Linked DNA regions of Sus scrofa: all the other regions are linked to region 1. A link is a contact called in public Hi-C and HiChIP or PLAC-seq data. All regions are on one chromosome and are shown on one strand. Each heading gives the region's core, a stretch centred on a gene start, on an enhancer-like site or on the middle of the called end of the contact. The rest is flanking DNA. Distances are from core to core; before and after follow the strand shown. Region 1 holds the start of CLK3 (dual specificity protein kinase CLK3). Region 2 holds the start of SCAMP2 (secretory carrier membrane protein 2). Region 3 has its middle 39 kb from the start of CYP11A1. Region 4 holds the start of UBL7 (ubiquitin-like 7 (bone marrow stromal cell-derived)).

Region 1 (2,852 bases), core at 175-2,674:
GAAAATGGAGATATGACCACCTCCCAGCCAAGTTGGCAAAGGGAATGACAAATATGAGAGATATAAAGTATCACACGCAAGGCAATCAGAGAGGACATAATCTCCCCTGTTTTAACACATTCTAGGCAGGTGAAATAATGGTAACACCAGATGCCCCTCATAATCCTCCCAGCTAGGGTTCTAGGGCCCATTTCTCCTCAATTATCTCTGATTCTCTGAGACCCCAGCAAACAGGTTGTAAAAGAAAAACAAGGGCCACAATTACGTTCCAGAAGGCTCTGCTTGGCACAATTAAGAAAAAGGTAATGTGAAAGAAACCAGGGCGAGGATGCCAGCTTTTCTCTGAGCACAGGCCTAGCTGTCTTCTCATTTGCTGTTCCTGGCCAGAGAACTGGGTTGACAAGAGCAGCCAGCCAAGTCAGCGGCAGCCCTGCCGGATCCCAGCCACCCCAGCGCCCCATGGTTATTTTTGGCTGACGCTGCCCCAACACTGCAACCTCAAACCTGCCACCTTGCAAGCCGCCACCACCGGGAGAAACGCTCCTCCTTTTCAAGGGCATGGAGGAGGGAAGCTGGAAGGCCGCCAACTCCGCCTCAACGGGGCCCTGGCTCAGGCGATTCCCACCCCAGCTCCACACCAGGACACCCGCACCCGGAACTAAAGCACAGAGACTCCTGGACCATGCAGCAGCCCGGGCATTTGTACTGTCAGCTTGGCTCGGCCCCTCCTCCGGGCTGGAGCGGCTCCATCATCACAACAAAACAATCAGGGGGCCCGCAGCCCTCGCTCGCGTCCTTCCTGACGCCGCGGGTCCCAGAGATCTGAGGCGGGTTCCTGGTAACCGCCGCCAATGGAGGCGAGGGGAGACCTGGGGTGGGGGAGGCGGGCAGGAGGAAAGCCAGCTTGGGCCGGAATCAGACTCCAAGCCGCGCGGAGAGGAGGAGTCTGCCGACCCAGCCTCGAGCCAGGGTTAGGGGAGGGGTCTGAAAGCCCCTCCAGGCTGTCGCAGGTAGGACCCTGACCCCATTCCGCGGGCAGGTATAGGGCCGAAGGTGGATCCCTGCAGGGCCCTCAGGGGCCTCTCACAGGTTCGGACTCGGACGCACAGGATCGAGAGACTGGGGTCTGCTGTGACCGCCCTCTGGGGGAGAAGCGGCAGGTCAGGGGTGAGAGGTCGGGGCCGCGGCCTGAGATGGGCCAAGAGAACGAAAGAGAGCAGACCAAGCCCGAACTAGAAGCCCGGGGACCCACACCCAGCGTACCCGCCCCTCTGACTCAACCCCCCGCTCCTCGTCGCGGGCCAGGGCCCCACACTCACCGTCTCCCAGGCTCCGGCTGAGGCTAGGCCCCACTCCCCGCTCCGAGCGCCTCTTCCGCTTCCGGCTCCGGCCTCCGCCCGTGGCGGGCCCGCCCCTCCCGTGACGCAGCCGTCGGTCGACTGAGCTCGGCGACTTGGCCCCTCTAGCCGTGAACTCGAAGACTCTGGAGGACCCGCCCTGTCCACCTGGGTCGCTGCGGCGGCGGTGGAACCTGGTTCCTGGAGGGCCGAGGGGATGTCCCCAGCCGCGGCCCGCCCCCTGCCGTGTCACGAGGCACGTAGGCCTCAAAGATGCGGCGGGGGGCACCGGTGGACAGGCGCTGAGAGCCGAAAGGTGGAGCCCCGACCCCGCCCAAGCCCGCTTGGCCTTTCCTTTCCTGAGCGCCGGGAGGAGGGCATTGTTTCGCTGTCGCCTCAAGTGAAAACTGGGTAGGCCTTGAGCGCCAGCCCGGCCTCGAGGCCCTGGAGGGCGCTAAAGCCCACGGAGGATCGGGAAGGAGGTTCCCGACTCCCGCTGATGTGAAAGAAGCAAATGAGACCTTATTCATGTGTGGAGGAGCTTTTTAAAGTCATGGCGGCGCGTCCAAGCCCGGTGTATGTGCACTGCAGTTTCTGGGAAGATACTGGAGAGTCACGTCGGCGGGGCCTTTGAAGGGAAAGGGACGGGTTCTGGGGTAAAAGGGGGTCTCGTTTTCCTTGAGCATTCTTGGGCACGGCAGTGAGCAGACCAGAGTTGTTTCTTAGTTCATAACCACCCGCGTCCCACCCCCGCCGAAGAAAAGCCCCGCGGCCCCCCTCACTCCTATTTCTCCCCTGGAGTCACCTGGTGACCTCTCTGCCCCCGCCGCCGGCGCGGGCTCACCGAAGCCCCGGCCACCTACTGCCCCGCTCTTGGTCATAGGGAGATAAGGAGGTCATCTTTTCCAGATGAGAAAACCGAGGTCAGGTCCTTTGGGAGACCTCGCGGTTTATGAGCGTGCACTCCCTGGCCCCCCCCCCCCCCCGGCTCTCGCTGGCGTCGGTCAAAGAGGGCGGGAGCGGCCTCTAATTGCCCCCTAGCCACGCCAGGGCCCAAGAAGGAGGGACACAGCATCCTTCCGGGCCCCGCCCCTCCCGGGGACTGAACTGCGAAGGCTGCAGCATTTCCCCAGCACCGCGTGGGCCTGCTTGTCACCACCCCTTTCCCCAGCCCCGGCCCCGCCTCCGCCCTCGCCGCAGCGAGGGCTGGTCACGCCCCTGACATCCGGCTAGTCTCCCAGCCACTGAGGCGGATTCCAAAAGGAAACGACCCCTCCGGAGTTGCGAGGCCTCTACAGTCTCTAACCTCTAGTTCCCCCTTAAACTGGGGTCTGACGGCATGGCTTGAGCAGGTGCTTAGTACAAATCTCCGTTAGTTCCACCACTCCCACTGCAAGTAAACAACCAAAGCCAAGTTCAAACGGGTTGCTTACTACACTAATGCAGCCTCAAGACCGACTCCCGGTCCCGGTCCAACCAAATGCACCCATTCCCCCCAATATAAATTCCGGAGCC
Region 2 (2,852 bases), core at 139-2,638, 240 kb before region 1:
GGGAAATAGTAAATATTTGCTAAATGTCTATCATGTGTTTAGTACTATGTCAGTGCCAGAAATAATGAGGAAAACAGAGGCTACTCGTGCCCTTGTGGAGCTTATAGTCTAGCAGGAGAGACAGACACAAATAAAAAATCATCTATACAAGCGTGTACTTACAATGTGCAAGGTATTATAAAGGAAAAGCACAGGGTAATATAAGAGTTTATATTGGGGGTGGGGCTGATCTAATCTCTGGTGAAGAGAGACTACTCCTGAGGAAGGGACATATAAGCTTGGATTTGATGGATAAGTAGGAGTTAACTGGGGTATGATGAGAGCATGGGCTAAGAGCATACCAGAAAAAGGAAAAGTCCAGTGCAAAGGCCCTGAGGCAGGAGGAACAAGGGAAGTCTGAAGCACTGAAAAGCTACTAGGAGAGTTGGGATGCACATGGCTATGTTGTGGTGGTAGGGTAGGCACAAGAAGGAATGAGAAGAGTTGATAGGTGGAGGCAGATCTTGTTAAGACCTGGAGGCCAAACTAGAATTTGGGCCTCTATGGAAAATAATTGAAGAGTTTTAAACAGAAAGTTCCCTACTAATTTTGCCTCCTTCGAATGGATCTCTGGTTACAACACGAACAATAGACAAATTAGCAGCCCTGTACTCATCCAGAGTAAAGGATGATTGGCTGGATTCAGTGGCAGCAGAACTGTAAAAAGGCAGGAATAAATAAGGTGAGTTTGTGGGGGGCGAATCAGCCATCTCTCCCATGGCTGATGGTTCTATTGCTGAACTCCCACTTGCTTGGATAAATGCTTGATCCCCAGGTTAATCCCTGCTCAGGCCTTAAACCTGACCGGGCTGAGGGATCCTCATCCCTGAAACGATAAGATAAAACTTGACATTAGGGGTCAAGGCCTGAAAGAGTCAGGGCTCAGCTAGTGTCGGGAACAGCAGCACTGCCGGTTCTTAAAAGAACCTCTCTGCTCGGCTGCTACCACTAGAACACTTTCCTAGCCTGGCGAAATTCTCTGGGTCAGGAATTCTATTCCCTACTCTCGCCATAGGCTTAGACTTCTGTTTCCGGACCTAACCTGTGCATGCTTCCTAAACTTGCCCTCCAAGGAAGTTAAGGGGTTAAGTTTCCAGGCCCACTTTGGGAAGTTTACTTGAGTTTACTTTGGGGAGTTCTCAATGCTGAAAGCTAACTGACCGAGAAGCAATTGGGAACGCTCCAGCCCCGCCTCTCTCAAGTCCCTTGTGGTCTCCCAGACCCTAAACGCACCAGCACAGGGAAGCAGCTGATGGAAGCGGAACGCCCACGAGCTGCTCCATACTGGGTTGGGCAGGAGGGCGGAGCGGATTTCTGTTACGTCACACCACCACGCCCCTCTGGGAGGATGCTGCGCCTGCGCCAGAACGGCTGCCTCGCTCCCGGAAGTGGAGGGTCTGCAAGAAGAGCACCGCTGGGTCTGGGTGCCAAGAGGCAGAAACGCTCGCGGAGCTAGCCCGTTGGACCCCGATCGCCATGTCGGCCTTCGACACCAACCCCTTCGCGGACCCAGTGGACGTAAACCCTTTCCAGGTAGAGTCCTAATCTTACAGCGCTCTCTAGTGCCAAAGGCCGCACCGCCCTGGCCTCTTTCGCCAGGGTCGGGAGACGTGGCATAGGAGGGACGGGCTATCTGCCCAATGGGAGAGCAGGCTCTGAGGGCTGGCTTATCATAGCTCCTGGGGGGCGGGACTATCAGCAGGTGGAATAGCAGAGGAGGCGGGGCGCTGTACTTTGGAAAGAGGTGGGACCATGTAGCTCCCCAGACGTAGCCCCTCTAACTGGACACTGCTGAGGAAGGACATGATCAAGGAGATCCTCAGCTTCAGAGAGAGAAGCGATTTCACCTGAGGGGGTAGTGTGGCTACATCCCACAGTCTTGGGGAGACACCAGCCTTGAGTCACTTTAGATGGCAGCAACCTAATGAGGTGGTGGAACCCTATAATTGGGGTGAAAGTGGAGAAAATCCCAAGACCACCCCTCCACAACACAGACACAGCCAACTACTGTATAAGGTGTAGGAGAGCCGCTGAGGTTTATCAGGAAAGGAAGTCTGGTAACCCAAACTGAAATACGGCCTTGATAACAATTCCACACCTCCGCTGTGGGTCTGTTTTTGACTGGATTTTGGCTAGATGGGAGAGCCCGGGTTAGAGAGGGAGGAGAAGTGCGGAGCCTCTGGTGATCTTGAAGCACAAGGAATGTTGGTCTCATGGATCTATGTGTGATGGCGAGGTAGTTGAGATGCCCTGACCTATGAGCTGCCTTGACCCTTTGAACAAATAATCAAGGAGAAAACAAACTTCCTACTCAAAGTAAAAACCATTCTGCCTTTGAGCTAAGAGCACAGGGGTATTCTTACTCATGATGAAGGGTTGGGATTCCAGTTAGCTCCAAAGCTCCCGTGCCTCTCGTTTCATGTCTGTCCAAAACCAGTTCTCGGGAAGCTTGCTTGTGCTGACGGGTGATTTATGAGCCCTGAGCTTTCTGCTTTGTCAGGATGTCACCAGGCAGATGAACTCATCCTGCTTGTACTTTTTTTGGTCACTGGCAACTTCCAAGTTTCCTGCAGGTGTAGGGGGAGTCCTTGGAGGGGTCCTTGCTGCACCTCACAGCATGAGCTTTCCCACCTTGAATCCACCTTCAAGGGTCAGAACAAACACAAAGGAGACTAGAATGAATGTCAGATAATGGACATTTTGTGCCTCTTTCTTGGTCTCAAGGTGACTTAGCCAATGGAAGCCCTCAAGGCAAGTTTTGGTAGCTTGTTCTTTGTAACATCAGGGAATTCCTAACATTCCTCTTATAACTT
Region 3 (2,852 bases), core at 153-2,652, 230 kb after region 1:
AAGGGGGTCAGAGTCAAGTGAAGGACTCCGACCCTTGAAGAGGCAGGAGCAGAGGGAAGAGTCAACATCTTTTGCAGAAAATATGATTGTTTCCACTGTGCTAAGGAGACCATAAATGAAACCCCATGAAAGTAGGGGTGCCTTTTGAAAGAATTTCCCAAATGTGGGGGTGCAGGCCCCCCTCCCGGTCTGATTCTTCCCCCAGGCCTGAAGCTAGAGATCCTCAGAGGGCCTCCCAACAGAAGGGCCTCCAGATGGGGCAACCCTATAGTCACAGGGCGAGAGGGGCCCTAACAAAGACAGGGAGGCAGGGAAGCCTTGTGACATCTGGGAGGCAGAAGAGAAGGGACTGGCAGGGAGGGAGGCTGAGGCCTGCCGGTGGAGACCAGCCCACCAGGAGGGATCATCTGGGCCCTGCTCACTCAGCAGGCTTCAGATGCCGAACCGAGCCGTCTTTGAGGAGCGTGACCTGACCAGAGATGCCCCCTGGCCCTGTGTCACCTGATGCACCCAGCCTGGGAGGGCCTCCAGGTCCTTACCACCCTCCCCAGTGCCTGGGTGAAAGGTCCCAGGAGGGAGTGGTGGTACAGATGAGGATTCAGGGGAGGTGCTCCACAGCTTTGTCACCTCTTCCTTTTCTTTCCTTCCTTTTCTTTCTTTCTTCCTTTCTTTCTTTCTTTCTTCCTTTCTTTCTTTCTTTCTTTCTTTCTTTCTTTCTTTCTTTCTTTCTTTCTTTCTTTCTTTCTTTCTTTCTTTCTTTCTTTTCTTCCTTCTTTCTTTCCATGCTTTTAGGGCCACACCTGCAGCATACGGAGGTTCCCAAGCTAGGGGTCGAATAGGAGCTGTAGCCACCAGCCTACGCTACAGCCACAACAACTCGGGTTCCAAGCTGCATCTGTGATCTTCACCACAGCTCATGGCAACGCCAGATCCTTAACCCACTGAGCGAGGCCAGGAATCAAACCCACATCCTCATGGATCCTAGTCAGATTCATAACTGCTGAGCCACGACAGGAACTCCCACCTCTTCCCTTTCTGGGTACACCTGGACCCCACCCACTGAAACTTTAGAGCTAGACGCTTGCCTAGGGCAAATCTTCCCCCTCCGGTCTAAGGTTTCTTAGGAATCTACCTACTTCCTCTTTTCTGAAAATCGGAACTACCTTTGTAACCTCAGGGAAAAGGAACTAACCCTTTTGACGGCCCTCCTCCCTAGACATGCATGTGTGCACGCACACACACACACACACACACTCCAGAGCCGGTTCTCACATACCTGTGTGACCCGCAGGAAGACCTCACAGCAAGGACGCTGTGCTCCCCAATCCTCCAGTGGGGAAGCTGAGGCCGTGGGAGACGCAGTGACTCAACCCAGGCTGCATTACGCAGTGAGTGGAGTGGCCTGGCCATGGGGTCATCTGCCCCATGTTATCTGCCTGTGGCCTTGTCTCTGGACAAGTTCCTAATCTCCCCTTCTATCTTGGGTGCTGGTTTCCCGGATGTCTCTGTTTCCTGTGGCTCTCAGGACATACCAGAGGGTTTCTTCCCCTCGGGGGAAAGTGCTCAGGGCCTGAAAAAGTCTCCGAAGGAGGACTTGGCACATGGCCTGCTTCATGGACACCGTTTGGTTTTGGGGGCACCGCACTGTGGACTCAGGATTGGCCCCTGAAGGAGCTGGTGGCAAGAGCTTGGGGTCCGAATGTGGCTCCCCAGTGGTGACCCCCAGCGGTCTGCTCTAGGCTGTGTCCCCAGTACCACACAAGCACCCCAGCCAGAAATGCCCCACACATCTCTGTCTGCTTAAGCACAAAGAGTGCAGACCTTGGACTCAGAGATGAGGCTTTGAGGCCATCTGTGTGACCTTGGGCAAGGCCTGTGAGCTCTCTAAACCCTGTTTCCTCATCTGCAAAATGGGGATGCTAACAATGACCCCGTCCCCAGAGGACTGCCGAGGTTGAGGGGAGAAGGGTCTAGAGCCTGGCCCGCAGCAGGTGCTTAGTAAGAACTGTTTCCTTTTCCCCCAGGCTCCCAGCTTCCTGGGATGACAACCCCACTGTCAGCAGCTAGGTGTCAGAAAACAGGAGTGGCTTTAGGTCTTGGTCCTGCTCCAGGAAGCTGACGGTTCACCCTGGGGCTTTAGAGTTCATGTCCCTTTCAGGGCCTTCTACAGGAAGGAGGCCATAAACTTCCGATCATGAATGAGGAAGCCCTGTCTGAAATGCCTCTGACAGGCCCACCCCTGACATCTGTTGGGCTCAGGGCAGAAGTAAAAAACTGAGGCCCACATAACACATGTCTACACATTTAAGTTATAATCAAGCAAACAGAATGCTCCACAGAATATGCTCTAGCCTCCCACACTGACAAATATACCTTTATGACCACCTGGAAGGCCAGGTTGTGTTTAGAATTCTTGGACAAGTGGGAGTTCCCATCATGGCTCAGTGGTTAACAAATCCGACTAGGAACCATGAGGTTGTAGGTTCGATCCCTGGCCTCGCCCGGTGGGTTAAGGATCCGGCGTTGCCGTGAGCTGTGATGTAGGTTGCAGACGCGGCTCTGCTCCTGCGTTGCTGTGGCTCTGGCGTAGGCCAGCAGCCGCTCCGATTAGACCCCTAGCCTGGGAATCTCTATATGCCATGGGAGCGGCCGCAGAAAATGCAAAAAGACAAAAAAAAAAAAAAAAAAAAAAGGAATTCTTGGACTCCTGGAGTCCAGAGCTGGAATGTGGCTGCATGAAGAAAGCTGATCCTCAGCCCACCCCTGGCCCCAACGCTTGGCCCCCTGTGTGACTATCCCAGGCCGTTGGTCTGTGGTCCATCCACACACCTGTCAATAGCTGCCCTTGGTGA
Region 4 (2,852 bases), core at 107-2,606, 160 kb after region 1:
GACTTGGGTTGCCTGTGTGGCACAGGTTGCATCCCTGGCCCAGGAACTTCCATATGCCCTGGGCACAGTCAAAAAAAAAAAAAAAGAAAGAAAAAGAAATTAAAAAAAAAAGGAGTTCCCATGTGGCTCAGTGGGTTAAGAACCCTACAGTTGTCTCTGTGAGGATATTCGGGTTCAAGCCCTGGCCTCTCTCAGTGGGTTAAGGATCTGGTGTTGCCACAAGTTGCAGTGTAGCTTGCCAATGTGGCTCGGATCTGGCGTGGCTGTGGCGGGGGCTAGGCCACAGGTGCAGCTCCATTTCGACCCCTGGGCTGGGGAACTTGCATATACTGCAGGTGTGGCCATTGAAAAAAAGAAGAAAAGTGGCTCCCTTAATTGATTGGCGAGGCCTAACACCTGCGCAAATACAATCCACTCTAACCATGCATCTAAAATACAGTTGGTGCGGCCTTAAAAAGAAAACAACAACAACAACAATAAAATCAGTTGGCCCCTCAGTATCCGAGGGACAGGGCATTCGGGAATAGGCAGGGCAGACTATATGCCATTTTGCATAAAGTGAGTATCCGCGGATTTGGTATCCGCGGGGGGAGGAGGAGGTGCAGGAAGCAATGCCCCGCGAATACCTAGGGACGACTGTATGCATTTTCTATGAGAATTCAGTGAAAATTCCCCTCCCCGAATTGATTCCATTAATGACCTGGATAAATCCCACCATCGCATACTGGGGCGGACCAGGAACCCGGTTTGCTAACTCCTAAGAACTGACTTTTCGAGGAAGTCATCATTGGGTTCCTGGTAAGCCCCCACAGGGAGGTTTAGTCGGGAGAATCCAGAGGCGAGGGTCACAAAAGAGGCTGACTTCACCGAGGGCAAGTCGTTTTCTGTGAGGGCTGCAAAGAACCGCTGAGGAGTGTCTGAAGAAGCTGCTCGGGAAAGGGCCCTCCCAGAGGGAAAGGTTGGAGCATTTGGGGTCCGCAATCAGGCCGAGAGCCCGGCAGCGGGCGTTCCCACCTGTGACGCTGTAAGGACCTGGCGTAACCTACGGACTCTGCATGCGTCCCAGGACAGTGCGGGAATCACCGGGCAGTACACCTCACACCAAGCCTTGCTCTTACGACCCAAGAGACCCACACCCTAGAACACTAACAATTTCAGTACCCTCTGAGGCGAAAGCACCCAGAGACCCTCGCGCCGTAACTTTCAAATGGTCGCGAAGTCACACCCTCCCCGGAACCGGAAACTTTGCAACTAGCGCCTCTCGCCGGCAAGCTGCTTATAAAGGAGCAGGAGCCGCAGTAGGAACTGCAACTCCCAGAATGCAGCGCGGAGCTTCCGGTTTCCGGCGAGAGGACCTGAGTGAGTGTTTACACGGCGGCCCTGCGGCCGGGTTCCTTCCGCGGGACGGGTGAGGGCGCTGGGTCCCGGGCCGCGCGGGCTCAATGCGTATTGACTAGTTCGCAGGTCCCATGGGAATGGTGGGGTCGTCACCCAGGAGATAGTATTCCTGTCCCAGTATTAACTGTCAGTGACCTTGGGCCACTGATTTCACTTTTTTGAGCCTCAGTTCCTTTGTAGTACGTAGATGATAATGCCTGCCTCGGGGTCCATTTGAGAGGATTAAATGAGATAGGGTATATTAAAAGACCTATTTCCTTCCTGTTTAAAGGCAAAGATGGAAGGTTTTGAGGGTGCCCTGGGGTCTGCTGGACGGCCTCGAAGCCTTTCTTTCCTCTTCCAAAGAAGCCACTTTGGAAGCAATATTGATTATAACAGTGGCCTGGCTTGCCTTACAAGATTCTTTCTCATAGTTTCAGATTCATTTTCTAGGCACCCATATGTACTGGGCATTGGGACAACAAGGACAAAAAATTCTAGTCTTTGCTGTCAAGGGCCTCTACGAATGGGATGCGGGGAGATTGAGATGTAAACAGATGTTTGTAATCCTTTGCCATGAGAGAATGTGAGAACAACAGAGGGGAGGGAGGGAGGACAGAGAGGTTGTGTTTGGGTTGGTCTTGGTAGGAGTTTGCTTAGAGACTGAAGAGGGAAGAGGAATTACATGTAGAGGAGTTAGCAGATGAGCAGAGGTATAAAGTGAGGAGAACTTTGTTGTGAATCCAGGCTTCCTGAGGATAGACCTAAGTGTTGGGGAGGGTGGGGCAGCCCAGAGCTCTTGGGGAAGGCGGTTGTCAGAGAGAAAAGGTGTGAATGGTTTTGAAAATCAGGCTGTGGCATTTAGACTTATTCATAGAGGTGGTTTGGATTCATTGGAGGGGTTCTAAGCAGAGGAATGACTTGATCGGATCTGGTTTTAAAACAAGTTGGCTGGCAGCATGGATATTTGATAGGGAGAGGCAAGAGGCTGTTGTAGCAGTTAAAGCAAGAGATAATGAAGAGTGTACATAGGGGAGAGGGTTGGATGATCTCATTTGAATCTCACAACATTCCTGTTAGCTGGGATGGCATTTTTATATCTACTTGAAAGCCAAAGAAACTGAGGCCTAGAGAGCTGAAGTTCCTTGCTCTCTGTCATAGGATGAGAGAGGACCCCAGATTCTAGTTCTAGCTTCCTGATGCTGCTTCCTAGGCTTTTTCAACAGTGTCACACTGAGTTATCTCTCATTTAGCCCCTTGGTGGGGTGGGGCTGGTGTAGAGTGATGGTCTGTCCTTTAACCATTAAGGCTTTGTTCCTTTCCAGGGAGAAAGAGAGAGCGCGAAAGAGAGAGGATGTCTCTCTCAGATTGGCACCTGGCGGTGAAGCTGGCTGACCAGCCACTTGCCCCCAAATCTATTCTTCGGTTGCCAGAGGCGGAGCTCGGAGAATACTCACTGGGGGGCTATAGTATTT

Evidence for each region. A called contact is a pair of places that touch in the nucleus more often than the background predicts. HiChIP or PLAC-seq counts read pairs in DNA pulled down with a chosen protein or histone mark.
Region 2: an H3K27ac HiChIP or PLAC-seq map of alveolar macrophages shows a contact between it and region 1. The contact joins the promoter of SCAMP2 here to the promoter of CLK3 in region 1. A contact is called at or near these places in 2 of 5 promoter capture datasets (fetal liver and liver) and 2 of 2 datasets of contacts at active chromatin or transcription factors (alveolar macrophages and skeletal muscle).
Region 3: a contact with region 1 is called in an H3K27ac HiChIP or PLAC-seq map of alveolar macrophages. The contact joins the enhancer-like site here to the promoter of CLK3 in region 1. A contact is called at or near these places in 11 of 47 Hi-C or Micro-C datasets (alveolar macrophages, brain, embryonic fibroblasts and 6 more) and 2 of 2 datasets of contacts at active chromatin or transcription factors (alveolar macrophages and skeletal muscle).
Region 4: a Hi-C map of embryonic fibroblasts shows a contact between it and region 1, with 4 times the contacts expected there. The contact joins the promoter of UBL7 here to the promoter of CLK3 in region 1. A contact is called at or near these places in 3 of 5 promoter capture datasets (fetal liver, fetal skeletal muscle and liver), 5 of 47 Hi-C or Micro-C datasets (alveolar macrophages, brain and embryonic fibroblasts) and 2 of 2 datasets of contacts at active chromatin or transcription factors (alveolar macrophages and skeletal muscle).

The regions. Positions count from the first base shown.
Region 1 is chr7:58,908,192-58,911,043 of Sscrofa11.1, forward strand. CLK3 (dual specificity protein kinase CLK3) reads right to left here and starts at 1,425. Exons shown (of 13, transcript XM_001927924.7): 1 at 1,320-1,425.
Region 2 is chr7:58,671,250-58,674,101 of Sscrofa11.1, forward strand. It overlaps SCAMP2 (secretory carrier membrane protein 2), which reads left to right and starts at 1,389. Exons shown (of 9, transcript NM_001243492.1): 1 at 1,389-1,572. The coding sequence starts at 1,516.
Region 3 is chr7:59,135,114-59,137,965 of Sscrofa11.1, forward strand. No RefSeq gene overlaps it. Among named protein-coding and RNA genes, the nearest start is that of CYP11A1, 39 kb to the right of the region's middle. Within about 2 kb of position 1,403, at least 13 of the 83 cell types and tissues checked have an H3K27ac peak or open chromatin away from gene starts, as enhancers often do. A contact at or near this core is called in alveolar macrophages and retroperitoneal adipose tissue, where this site is marked.
Region 4 is chr7:59,069,398-59,072,249 of Sscrofa11.1, forward strand. UBL7 (ubiquitin-like 7 (bone marrow stromal cell-derived)) reads left to right here and starts at 1,357. Exons shown (of 11, transcript NM_001243682.1): 1 at 1,357-1,408; 2 at 2,703-2,852. The coding sequence starts at 2,732. LOC100525054 reads right to left here and starts at 1,201. Exons shown (of 9, transcript XR_002345827.1): 1 at 1,015-1,201.